3 separate regions of the Mus musculus genome follow, and regions 1 and 2 are each linked to region 3. The links are chromatin contacts, called in public Hi-C and promoter capture Hi-C maps. All regions are on one chromosome and are shown on one strand. The core of a region is the stretch at or near the end of the contact, and the rest is flanking DNA. Distances in the headings are between cores, read along the strand shown. Region 1 holds the start of Ctdsp2 (CTD (carboxy-terminal domain, RNA polymerase II, polypeptide A) small phosphatase 2). Region 2 holds the start of Atp23 (ATP23 metallopeptidase and ATP synthase assembly factor homolog). Region 3 holds the start of Mon2 (MON2 homolog, regulator of endosome to Golgi trafficking).

What was found. Promoter capture Hi-C pulls out the DNA fragments that hold promoters and counts their contacts. Hi-C and Micro-C count contacts between places; a contact is called where the count stands out from the background.
Region 1: a promoter capture Hi-C map of pre-B cells shows a contact between it and region 3. The contact joins the promoter of Ctdsp2 here to the promoter of Mon2 in region 3. A contact is called at or near these places in 2 of 39 promoter capture datasets (cranial neural crest and pre-B cells).
Region 2: a Hi-C map of B cells shows a contact between it and region 3, with 6 read pairs. The contact joins the promoter of Atp23 here to the promoter of Mon2 in region 3. A contact is called at or near these places in 2 of 39 promoter capture datasets (pre-B cells and second pharyngeal arch cranial neural crest) and 2 of 484 Hi-C or Micro-C datasets (B cells and muscle stem cells).

What each region holds. Positions count from the first base shown.
Region 1 is chr10:126,976,501-126,980,734 of GRCm38.p6, reverse strand. It overlaps Ctdsp2 (CTD (carboxy-terminal domain, RNA polymerase II, polypeptide A) small phosphatase 2), which reads right to left and starts at 2,018. Exons shown (of 8, transcript NM_001113470.1): 1 at 1,434-2,018. The coding sequence starts at 1,497. Gm40798 (a long non-coding RNA gene) reads left to right here and starts at 3,215. Exons shown (of 2, transcript XR_872169.3): 1 at 3,215-4,157.
Region 2 is chr10:126,899,187-126,903,692 of GRCm38.p6, reverse strand. It overlaps Atp23 (ATP23 metallopeptidase and ATP synthase assembly factor homolog), which reads left to right and starts at 2,322. Exons shown (of 6, transcript NM_001159559.1): 1 at 2,322-2,591; 2 at 4,067-4,112. The coding sequence starts at 2,405.
Region 3 is chr10:123,075,001-123,079,067 of GRCm38.p6, reverse strand. It overlaps Mon2 (MON2 homolog, regulator of endosome to Golgi trafficking), which reads left to right and starts at 2,563. Exons shown (of 36, transcript NM_001163024.1): 1 at 2,563-3,216. The coding sequence starts at 3,106.

The DNA of each region.
Region 1 (4,234 bases), core at 769-3,268, 3.9 Mb before region 3:
CAGGCAGGGCTTCGGCTCTCCTCAGTGCAGTCTGCTTCAGAAGGCCAAGAAACACGCACCGCTCCCCTTCCCCCAACCTAACAAGGAATTCCAGAGAGCCTGGGACACCAGCCCAGCTGCTCTGCCCCTAGGCTAAGGCAAGTTGGGTAGACTCCTTGGGAAGTGAACCCCAGGAAAAAGTGACCTGCTGCTTAGTATTAGTAGGGGATGACTACACCCAGGCCCCACAGCTGGCCTCCTTCCAGGCTCTAGGTCTCAGTCTACTCAATTGTGGCACGGGCCTTTTATGCCCCTCCGGAATAGAAAGAAAGGGCTGCAGCGCCTGAGATCTGGTTCCAAGAGCGTGCTCGCCTCTCAGCCTCTGAGCCAAGTGGCCACAGTCCTGGGAGTTCTCTAGAAAAAGAAAAAGGAGGGAGGGGGGCAACACTAGTCCTTACTCTGGGCGGAAATTTCTACCAGCTATCTTGAACACAATGCTCAAGGCCAGATGAACATAGGGGAGAGGAGAGTTTCAGGGGACCCCACTGTGATCAAACCGAGCAATCCCATTTTCCCAGCCCCAATCTCCTCCCCGCCCCCGCGGGAGGCTGAGGCCTCCGCTTCGCTCCCCAAGCACACCCCAGATAGGGCCTGCCTGCGGACGTCCCTGTTTGCTTCAATCCGACGACCTCCCCCTGCAATCGGGGTGGGGGGTCGCGAGCCTCTGCCCACAGACAAACTCGCACTTTTTCGCTGCGCGATTCAGAAACACGCTGGGTCTGATGCCATCCGGCGAATTATGTAACCAGGGACACCGCTCCCGGGCTAAACAAACGCGGCTGTGTCTGTGCAGCGGCGGCCCCGGGGGAGCGCACGGGGCAGGGAGGGGCTCCGGCCGGGCCTCGGGTCCGGCTTGTTTGCTCCGCCGAGCCGCGAAGAGAGTCCCGCGCCCGGCAGTGACCGCGGCCCTCCCCCCTCCCCCACCACCGCCCCCGCCTCGGGCCGGTGAACTTCGTCCCGAGTCCCCGCGCCGCCACCGCCGAGCTCCCGGGCATCCCGGTCCTGCGTGAAAACTCCGGTCCCGGTGGCGTTCCAGCTCGGGACCCCTCGTACCCTCCCCAGAGCCCCGGGGCAGGCGCGCAGCGGTGGTGGGTGGGGGAGGAGTGACCACTCCATCTCCGCGGCTCGGGTGGGGGCGGCGCGGGTGGCCTGGCGCGACGCGCGCCCTCCCGAGCCTCTGACTGCCCCCGGGGGGGGAGGGGTGGCCGGACGGGTGACAGCTGCGCGGATGACACCCTCCCGCCCGGCGCTGGCAGCCGGGGCCTCGCTCAGCCCCCACCGGGGTCCGAGAGCCCGACGGGTGCGCGAGGACCGACGGACCCCGGGTCCAGCCGGATCCTCCGCCCCCTCCCCGTTCGGGGGCGACACAAAGTTTTGGGAAGTTGCGCCCCTACCTTGCTTGGTGAGCACCAGGGCGTCTTCCCTCCGCGCCTGGGTGATGATGGAGCCGTGTTCCATCTAACAATCCCGCGGGCCCGGGCTGGCTGGGCGGGAGGACGCGCGGGCGGGCGCGCAGGCGGGCTGGGCTGGGGGGCCTGGGCGGGGGCCCGTCGGGCTCCGGCTCCCGAGACTCCGACTCCCGCAGCTGTTCACATCCCCCTCGCGTTTCCTCCCCGGGCCGGGAAGGGAGGCGGCCTGCACAGAGGGCGGGCGGGCCAGGCGGCGGCTTCCCCGGTGCCCCCAGCCCCGATCCCCCGGTGGCAGCTCCGGGCTCCTCAGTTTGGGTCCAACATGGAGAATCCGGAGCGAAAACAAGAGGAGGAAATGGGACACGGGGCGGTTTCCAGGCTCCCCCCTCCCCTCCGTACTCCAGATAAACAACCCGCGGCTGCAGCGCCCACCCCCGCGCTCCTCCCAGATCTTGGGCCGGCCTCTTCGCCGCCTGCCGGCGCGTTCCGCTCCAGGCCAGCGTCCTAGGCCCCGGGACCCTCCTCCGGCGAGCAGCGGGGGCCGCGGACCCTGCAGAGGTTTGCTATTTTCTTACGGAAAAAGCGAATCCCCGAGGGGGGTGGGGTGGCGGGCGGGCAGGCTGGCGGGGGAGACTTGAAACCGCTCCGGCACTCCGATTGGCCCGCTCGCAGAAAGGGGGCGTGGCCCCTCCTTACTATGCGGTGCAAGGACCCAACAACATTCCAGTCGCCACGGCCACGCCCCCGGGCCACTCCCCGCTTGCTGGGCTGCGGCCTCCTGGTCCTCTCGGCCACACCCCCTTCCCAACTACTTAAAAAGGCCACTCCAACGCTCCGCTTTCCGTGCTCGGTGCTGGGGTGTTTGTGTTTCCGACGCTTTACTCCAAGAAGGCTCAATGGTTCCGCCCTACGAAACCTGGGGAAAAATGGAGAAGCCAGATTGGGTTCGAGGCAGTTACGGTATTTCCTGCTTAGAGCCCAGTGCCTTATATAAGAATACCGCTGATATGTACCTGGGAAGGAGTGTGTAGGGGGCGGAACCGAGACTCCAGAGTGTGAGGAATGGAACTGACCTCTGGAAATGACACCTTATGTATTAAGGCCACCTTAGGTGCCAGCCCCTCCCACTCAGGCATCTACCCTATCCTCCCAGTCCAGCTCCCCCTCCCACCCCCAACTCCCATCTCATGGTTCCATCCTCAGTTTGAGGAGGATAGAGGTGCTTAGTGGACCCAGAAAGCTCTCCCTCATTTTTTAGGCCCAGGCTCAGGTTTGAACTCCCAAACTTAAGGTTTCTCAGGAAGGGTTTCTCCACTTGTCTGCTAGGAGTAGCAGCTCCAAAGAAGCAGTTTTAACTCTGTATCGGGTTGTTGTAAAAATTGTATGCTGTATATGCACCCCATTGCACCTGAAGGAGGTCTCTTCTATCCTTCCACAGTGGGCTCTGGGAATCAAACTCGGCTTTCCTGGGAAGCGCTCTTACTGGCTAAACCATCCCATTGACCCATTTCAAATGCTTTTTGGTGATGGATGAGTTACTATGATTCAAGGCCATAGTTCCTGGGGAATGGGGGGTGGGGGGCACCTGGTGGCTTTCCTACTGCAGTCCTCATAGCTAGACATTTGTGTCTCTTCATCTTGTCCAAGTAGGTCATAACCTACAAGGCACTATCATCATATGTATATATCCTATGTTCCTTACAAGTGCGAATGTTTCTACACACACACACACTGCTCTTTTTTCCCCTTTTTTCCCCCTTTTCTTTCTTCTTTTTTTTTTTTTTTTTTTTTTTTACATAACACCATTTTAATGAAAATGCTGTTTTTCTAAAATGAATGTGACTGTTAGAGAGGATCTGAATGATGCTTATGTAACCTCAAACCCTGAGTCTGGGTAGATTCTAATTCATTAAAGGAAAGGAAGCCGGGGGAGTTCTGACATATTTGCCTCCCACCTTTAAAACAATGGGATCTGTAAGGACTGTCTCAGCCGGTTGCTAAGGGACCTTGTTGGACTTTGACCCTGTGCTCCAGCTAGGCGGTTCCCTGCCAAGGCCTGCTCTCTTGTCCGTTGGATGACACTTCTCTCCTGTTCATTTCCTCTTCCATAGATAGTTTCTCCCCTGTAATATTTATAAAGTACTTCCATATATATTATTACCTGGCCTGTTTAATTTTTCATGTTATGGTTAGCAGAATAGATATGCTCATCTTCGAGAGGAAGAAACATGGTCTGGAAAGGGTTAATCGAGATTCATCTGAGGTCCCAGCTGATGAAGCAGCAGCAGCAGTGGGGAAACTGAGGCAGGCCTGTCATGATTTCGGGTCCTTCTACACACCTTCTCTAGGAACTCTCTGACGATTTAAAAGGCCCCTGGAGGCTAGGAATTGTGCTGTTCATTATTGGATCTCGTGTCTCGTGTATAACTAGACAGAATGAGAGGACCTTGTCTGTTTGTCCAGCACATGGTGACTCCGTGTCTCGGTGTCCTCTGTGCAGGGTACAGTGGCTCGTGCCCGAGACAACAGAGTTAAATGCATGTTGCATCTCACCCTTGGGTGTGCACACAGTCAGATACGTTCCCTTGCCTGTGCTCTCGTCTGCTTCTCTGGCTTTGGTGTCTTAAAGTCGGGCGTTGCCACACAGCTCATGGTACCCTGAACTACATCGATCCTCCTGCCTCAGCCCCCTGAGTCCTGGGATGACAGGTATGTCTTCATCATGGCTTCTACTTCCTTTTTCTTTCTTTCTTTCTTTTTTCTTTTTCGGTTTTTCCGAGACAGGG
Region 2 (4,506 bases), core at 1,073-3,572, 3.8 Mb before region 3:
CAAAATGTAGAACTCTCAGCTCCTCCAGCACCATGTCTGCCTGCCGTCAGCCATGCTTGCCACTATGATGATATGGACTGAACCTCTGAACCTGTAAGCCAGTCCCAATTAAATACGTTCCTTTGTAAGACTTGCCTTGGTCATGGTGTCTCTTCTCAGCAGTGAAACCCTAAGACATCCAGAGGTCAGAAGAGGCCACTGGGTCCCCTGGAGCTGGAGTTATGGATATAAGCTACTATGTGGGTGCTGGAAACTGATCCCAGGTCCTCTGCAAGAGCAATTGCTTTCCCCTGGTGAGTCATCTCTTCAGCCTTCTTCTAACGTGCCTTTGTTTATTTGTTTTAGATGTTGTCTCAGGTCTTACTGCTGTGAGCAAACACCATGACCAAGACAAGTCTTATAAGGACAACATGTAATTGGGGCTGGCTTACAGATTCAGAGGTTCAGTCCATTATCATCAAGGCAGGACTTGGCAGCATCCAGGCAGGTATGGTGTAGGAGGAGCTGAGAGTTCTACATCTTCATCTGAAGGCTGCTAGTGGAAGACTGACTTCCAGACAGCTAGAACTAGGGTATTAAAGCCCACACCCACAGTGACACACGCACTCCAACAGGGCCATACCTTCTAAAAGTGCCACTCCCTGGGCCAAGCACATACAGAGCATCACATTTCACTCCCTGGCCCCCACAGGCTATTCAAACACACGAGTCTATGGGGGCCATATATAGCCAAAGCACAATGCAAAATACATTTAGTCCAACTTCAAAAGCCCCCCCCCCCCGAGTCTGTAGCAGTCTCAACAATGTAAAAGTCCAAAGTTCAAAGTCTCTTCTGAGATCCATCTAATCACTTAACTGTAATCCCCAAACCAAGACAGGAAATCAGCTGGGCAAACTCTAAACTCTGCATCTCCATGTCTGATGTGAAAGTGGTCTTGTGTCACCCAGCCTGGCCTTGACCTTGCTATGTAGCTTAGGATCACACTGAATCTTTGATCCTCCTGTCTTTACCTCCCCAGGGCTGTTGTTACAGGCACATGTTGCCACTGTCTGCTTGTGTGGTGCTGGGCGTAGAACCCAGCACTTCATGTGTATCAATCAGGCAAGCGCTCTCTCAACTGAGTAACACCTTCAGCCTTCTTCTGTAGCTGGGCAAGTTCTATCTGCAAATTAGGGTTGATACTATTTTGCAAGGTTGTCATGAGGACTGGTAATAATGTACATATGTGGACCTTGATAAAAAGAATCTAATCTTTGGCTTATGGCTTTATTAGTCTGTAAGTGCAGGCGCTCATATTTGTATAATATTCCAAGCGAGTGATGCCTTCTGCTTCCCATTCAACTCTTGTTTACGGAGCACCGTGACCCCTAAGTGCTGTTCACAAGGCATTGCATGCCTATTTTTCTTGGACATTTGTCCTCGTTTTCTCCAACTCTACCATCCTGCCTGGCCCGTGGGAGCAGGTGTTTAGCAGTGTGAGCTGAGCTGAATAATTTAGTGAGGAAAGAAACACACACACACACACACACACACTACGTAAAAGCTGGAAGTCTGTCATGAGAGCACTAACACGGACAAAGTGCCTTAAACTGCAGATCTGGCAACATTAATTTTGAGTAAGTGTGCTGGTGGACTCTGATTATGGGAACTGAGGAAAAAGCCTTTTTTTTTTTTTTTTAAGATTTATATATAAATACATTGTAGCTGTCTTCATAAACACCAGAAGAGGGTGTCAAATTACAGATGGTTGTGAGTCACGATGTGGGTGCTGGGATTTGAACTCAGGACCTTCGGAAGAGCAGTCAGTGTTCTTAACCGCTGAGCCATCTTTCCAACCACCCCCTTCTTTTTAAAAGATTTATTTTATTATATGAGTACACTGTAGCTGTTTCCAGACACACAAGAGGGCATCAGATCCCATTACAGATGGTTGTGAGCCACCATGTGGTTACTGGGAATTGAACTCATGACCTTTGGACGAGCAGTCAGTGCTCTTATCCACTGAGCCATCTCTCCAGACCCAAGATGTGTGTATCTTATTTCTGAGCAAGAGGAGGGTTGATGAATGGGTCCCCAGGAGCCACATTTTGATGAGACCAACCAGTCTTTGAAATATCCAAGCGTTTCTGAAAACACTGCCTTTAATTCGGTGTGAGTGGGTAGCGGGAATAAGAGAAACAGCAGGTGAGGGAGTGGGAGGATGGTTGAGGTGCAGAAGGCAATATAGTGGCCAGCATCGGCGGTCGCGAGGCACCGCCCATCAGCCCCGCCCACCGACCACGCCTACCAAGCCCCGCCCACGAGCTGCACGCCGCGTCTCCTTCGTGCTGGCCCGCGGAGCGTGCGCCGGCGGCGGAAGCGGCTGTCCTAGGTCGAGCGGGCAGGAGGAGGCTTGCGGGCCTCATGGCAGGAGCTCCGGGCGGCGGCGAGCTCGGCCCTGCGGCTGGCGAGCCACTGCTGCAGCGACCCGACTCTGGCCAGGGCTCGCCTGAGCCGCCGGCCCACGGGAAGCCCCAGCAGGGCTTCCTCTCCAGCCTCTTCACCCGGGACCAGAGTTGTCCGCTCATGCTCCAGAAGACGCTGGATACCAGTAAGAGCCGCGACCTGGAGGCTGGGGTCGGGGTGGCACAGGACCCGGGGGGTGAGGAAGGGCCCGGACGTGCCCCCACTGATCCCGGACTGCACTGCAGCCCTAGGGCTGCGTGGGCGGGAGGGGGCGTGGGCCTCCGCCCCACTCGCGCTTCTGAAGGCCTGGGCTGGGAGTCTGCCCTCCTGGGTCACACTCACCAGTTTCTTATGTAAGTTTTGCAGCGGCACGGGCTCTAGGGTGCAGGTGAGAGCTGGAAAGAGCTCCATTCATTAATAAGGCAGCTCTACTTCTGGCTATGCACCCCTTCCCTGGGGTGGGGGTGGGGTGGGCGATTCTTTAACCTTCAGTCACTGCAGTAGGAACTGTGGAGAATGCTAGAATAGGAACTTTTGAAAACCCTCGTGTTTATGCACCTAAGTGCATTTTTCTAGGGAGAGTTCCTAGCTTCATCATAGTCTCTAAGAAGCCTGTGACATCTAAGAGGTTTATTATTGCCGCGGGTCACCCAGGCACACTGGCTCCCACTGAGCAATTTATCTCCAGTCCCGGGACACTGCCTTGCTCCTCTGCATCTGCAGATTGCCTGTCTACCTCAGATTTATTTAGGAAAGTAAGATTTAAATGTATTCGACCCTCCAAATAGTTACTATTTTATAGCAGAATTGGTCATAATTCAATCATCAACTGATCAAAGATTTTACTGTCTTCTTTTTAAAGCTTTTTTTTTTTTGATTTCTTTATTTTTGTGTGTGATTGTCTCGCCTGCATGTGTGTCTGCGCACTCTCTGCATTCCTGGTGTCCAGGACTGTGAGCTACTATGCAGGTGCTGGGGAACTCACCCTGGGTTCTCAGCGAGAGCAACAAGTGCTACTAACCACTGAGCCATCTTTTTAGCTCCCTTCCTCCCTCCCTCCTTTCCTCTCCCTCCTCAGAGGTGAGAACTGAACCTAAGACCTTGTGCTTACCAGGCAAGGCCCTACCACTGGGCTCAATCCCTAAGCCACCGTTCTTCTCTCTTACTGGCCATAGACTCACACATTTCTGCTTGCTAACCCTCATTGAAGAACTTTGGTGGGCAGGTCCCATTGGGCTGTGGTACTCAGAGCGAGGCATGGTGCTACCACAGAGAGCAGTGTAGGCGCTGCCTTCCTCCAGTCTAGGTTCTATGCTGGTTTGTTTTTCTAACCGTGGCCCAGGATGCCCATGTTCTCCTAACACGGGCCCTAATGCGAAGCGTTTAGTCACTTTAGCAAAACCAACTTTCGGTATAAAGATACATGGGGGCGCCATTTTAGTGTTTGTATTTATGTTCTATTTCGTCATGACTTGATTTAATTGGCGCTAATTTACACGTTTTATTCCCATTTTAGACTCTGGTTTAAGATAGTGTTTGTGAGTTGTTTTGTGGTGCCTGTTGCTTGGGTGCACTAATTGCTGCTACATCTTCTAATGAGCATACTTAATGTCTTTGTAGATCCATATGTCAAACTTCTACTTGATGCTATGAAACACTCAGGTTGGTAAGTAAATCTTTTTTTTAAAAAGTCACCGTATATTCTGGAGTCCCCCCCCTCAACCCCCAACTAATAGCAGAGCTGTTACACTTGGGATTTCTCACTTGGGACCACAAGATTTCTCTGTCAACAGTGGCGGGCTATGTGCTCTCCCGCTGGCCTTGTTCTTCTGTCCCAGCTCAGTCTCTGTCCCTGCTGTTCATTTTGAATATGAGTAAAGGCAATATTCACAGTCTATCTTGTCAGTAATTACCAAATTTGGCCTCTCCGTTCCCCCCAGCCTAGGGCATTGTGGTGAAGAAACCATAGCTTGGACTAATTAGTAGGAGGCTTCCAGATGTTAACCCAGAGACGATTAGAGGAAATAACTCCTGATATCTACTTCTTACCACTCTGGCCC
Region 3 (4,067 bases), core at 1,314-3,813:
GTTAAAGAGATAAAAGTGTAGGGACCTAGTGGCAACTGTCGGTTGCAGGGGGAGAGGTGCTATTTTCTTTGGCAGTTGTACCTACTGGAAAGTAGCCCATGCTGCAGAAATAATCTCTTATCCATGCTCATGCAAGCAATCTTCAACTCAGTGACACACACACATGCATACACATATGCACGCTTGCACAAACAAGCACACACTTAAGCACACAAATATGCACACATGTGCACACATGCACAAATAAGCACAAACATATGCACACACATGCACATGTGCACACATATGCGCACATGCACACAAACAAGCACACATGTGCATACATACACAATATGAAAATTAGAGGAAACTTCTTAGGAAGGAGAGTTTCAGCATAGGGAGGAGGAATGGGAGAATGAGATAGTAATGAAGATGGGAGTTATTACAACCTACTATACACACATACGAAGCTGACAAAAATAAGTAAACTAATCAAAATATTCTTAAAAGGTACCAGGAGAACAGGCTGACTTCCCATTTTTCAATGTGAAGAGGGAACATCAAGAAAAAAAGAATTTCACTGATTATTATGTTTGGACACCACAGAAGAACTGTGTGAGTGATGACCTGTAATGAGCCCTTATTTTTTTTATTTTTTATTTTTTTGAGCCTTTATTTTCTAACATCACTTTGAAGCACACGTCTTTCCTCTCAGCTCTGGAGAGGCAGAGGCAGAGGCAGAGGCAGAGGCAGAGGCAGAGGCAGAGGCAGAGGCAGAGGCAGAGGCAGAGGCAGAGGCAGAGGCAGAGGCAGAGGCAGAGGCAGAGGCAGAGGCAGAGGCAGAGGCAGAGGCAGAGGAGGCAGAGGCAAAGGCAGAGGCAGAGAGGCAGAGGCAGAGGCAGGCAGAGCTCTGTGAGTCTGAGGCTGGCCTGGTCTACCTAGTGAGTTTTAGGACATCCAGAGCTACACAGTGAGACCCTGTCTCAAAGAAAACAAAACAAAACAACAACAACAACAAAAGCAAAACAAAATTTCAACTTGAATTCCTCAACTCTACAAAGGTGTCAAAGATGAAAGAAAATTATTTTCAGTAAGTTGTGCCAAAGCTATCTATAATAAACCCAAAACATTGTGTTAGAATCTGTGTTAGTAGCCCAGTTATTAGATCATTTCAGAAAACTTCAAAATACAGCTCCCAACTCAAAGAAAGTAAGACCTAATCTGTTCTGTAGCCCAACATGAAGGACCAAGGCTCAGGAAGACAGATTCAGGTTGCCCCCAAACACCACCATCCAACACAGTAGCATTTTCATAAAGTTTTTATAACAAAGCAAAGACTCCCTTAAGGCATTTGACAAATGCATTAGAGCAGGGGTTCTCAGCCTTCCTAACGCTGCCACCATTTAACACAGTTCCTCATGTTGTGCTGACTCCCAACCAGAAAATTATCTTCAATACTACTTCGTAACTGTAATCTTGCTACTGTTATGAACAATAGCATAAATATCTGACGGTCTTAGGCCACCCACCCCTGTGAAAGGGTAGTTCCACTCAGAGGTTGAGAACATCAGGTAGGTGAGTTACAGCAAAACTGGAAACTTTCTGTCACGCCCCTCAGGGACTATCTGATAGTGATCGCCTTTGAGTCATTGGAAGTTAGGAATCTGATGGCACATTCCAAAAAAAAAAAAAAAAAAAAAAAAAAAAAAAAAAAAAGACAAGGGTGTTAGGTCAAACACAGAGATGACAGTAAGTGGATACCTGGGGGCAAAAGATAACCAAGATAGTTAGATTCTAGACTTGCAACATTCCATCTTCCCATAATCAAGACGTTCCAATCAGTCTCACAGACATAGCTTAACACAGACATAGCTTCCTCCTCTTCCAACTTCAATCCACACAGGCTGGCTTTGCTCATCCGAACAATACGCTGAAATTATTTCTGCTTCCTGCTTATTACAACAGAGAAATGTCTTGGGCAAAAATAGACTCACCTGGAACATCGAAAAAGCTCACGTTAGTTTTTGCCTTACATTTATTTGGCACTTCTGATCTAATGAATTGGTTCCTTATTTGAGCGTCAATTACCTAGTATGTTCTAGGTATACAGTCAGGGAGGTGGGTGGGTGGGGCGGGGAGATAACAAAAACAAAGCAAAATAAAAACATAAAAGGGATCTGTCGGTGGAAGGCGGGGAGGGGGCGGGGAGCAGGAGGAGTCTTGTTAACAGATAAGGAAAATCAGGGACGACTCCGCAGTTAAATAAACCAAAGTCAGTCGATTTGGATAACTCCGCAGGATTGTCGTTTAGGTTCCCCAGGCCGGGGAGGTAGGAGCAAGACGCTGATTTGTGTTTTAAGTCAGGGGGGTGGGGATCAAGGAGGCAGAAGTGACGGACAAGACAAATTCATTTTTTAAAAAAAGCAAATATTTATAGCAGAAGAGAATGGATCACAAACAGACGTAGGGAGACACCTCCGATCATCCCCAGGTTACCAGCCAGCCAAAAAAAACAGGACGCGCCTGCGCAGCTGTGCCGGCCACCTGCGTCGACGGCGGGGGCGGGGTCCGCACTGCCCAGCTGGAGCTCGTTCTGGGCTTCTCGCTCGGCCCCGCCCCTCCAGAGACTCGCCTCCGGATTGGCCCGGGCGGGGGCGGGGCCCGGAGTCCGGAAGTGCGGCTGACGTGTCCGGGCCGCGCTCGGAATTGTGGGCGACTGGGCTAATGGCGTCGGCGGGTCTGGGCACCCGGGGCGGGCATCGCTGAAGCTTGTGGCCAGCTCGGCCGGTGACGCCCGCCGTGGCCAGGCCCCGCGGCAGCGGGAGGGACCTGCCCGTCTGGTGGGCTCCTGAGCCGGCGCCGGTGGAGCCTGGTGGGGCTGCACCGCTGCGGGCAGGTTTCGGCGAGCGGCCGGCGGCGGTGCGGGGCGGCCCGGGGGGAACTCGGGCACGCCTCGGGAGACGCAGCCCGGCTCCGGCCGTGCGCCCGCCCGCCCGCCCGCCCGCCGAGCCCTGGGCCCCGGCTAAGGAAGACTGAGGAGCCGCCGGCTGGCTGCGGGCCGCGCAAGCTGCTGACAGTGCCTGCTTGGTAGTGCTGGTCCCAGATCGGCGGTGACCTGGAGGGACCATGTCCTGCACCAACAGCCCCGAGGCTGTGAAGAAGCTGCTGGAGAATATGCAGAGCGACCTGCGGGCCTTGTCACTAGAATGCAAGAAGAAGTTCCCACCTGTCAAGGAGGTAGGTCCCAGGCGACGTCAGGGGCGGGGGGGGGGAACGTCACGAGCGCTCCCTGGTCCTCGTAGACCGCTTTCCTCGATTCCCCAACACCTATACTAATTTTCATTCCGCCAGTTAAGTTTGGTGATTGCCCAGCAAAGGCTGTTCGTAGAATTCTTTTGAGAGTTCCAAGGAGATTTGATTTCTTCCATTCTCTTGTTATGTTTATTTCGGAGCGAAGTTCCATGAGTGAGCCGGTTTGGTGACACTCGAGTCAGGTATATTGCTCCTAAGAATGAGTATCCACCGCTGTAGCGGAATCCGTTCTCCATACTTAGGTGGGCATAGTGTGTGGGAACATTTCCTTCTTGTCTGTGTTATTCAGCCCACCTAAAAATCTAATCGTCGTGATAAACTAGAGCCCCAAATTACAGCAAATGGTCAAGGCCTACGATAACCATGTTAAGCCCTGCACAAGCAGTATTCTAGTAGGATGCTTTGCAAAACAAATATATCTGAGTATATATAGCCTCTTGGGTGCATAATTTGTTGTTGTTGTTGTTGTTGTTGTTGTTGTTTTTCAGCTGTAGAATAGCTGAAAATTGTGGTACCAGTATAGGAGACCGGGTGTGGTAGCCAAACTTTTAGCTCCAATACTCAGATGCGAGTGGATCTCTGTGAGTTAGAGAGTGGACACCAGGACAACCAGGGTACATAAAGAGACCTTGTTTCCAAAACCGATGGTGGTGATGGTGATGATGACTGGGGCTCACAGGACGAGTATCAGGGAGCTCAATGTATGCTAATAAAATTTTCCAGATATTGAATTGAAAAATTGAGTTTAGTCACTAATGCCTGACTTTTTTCTTTTA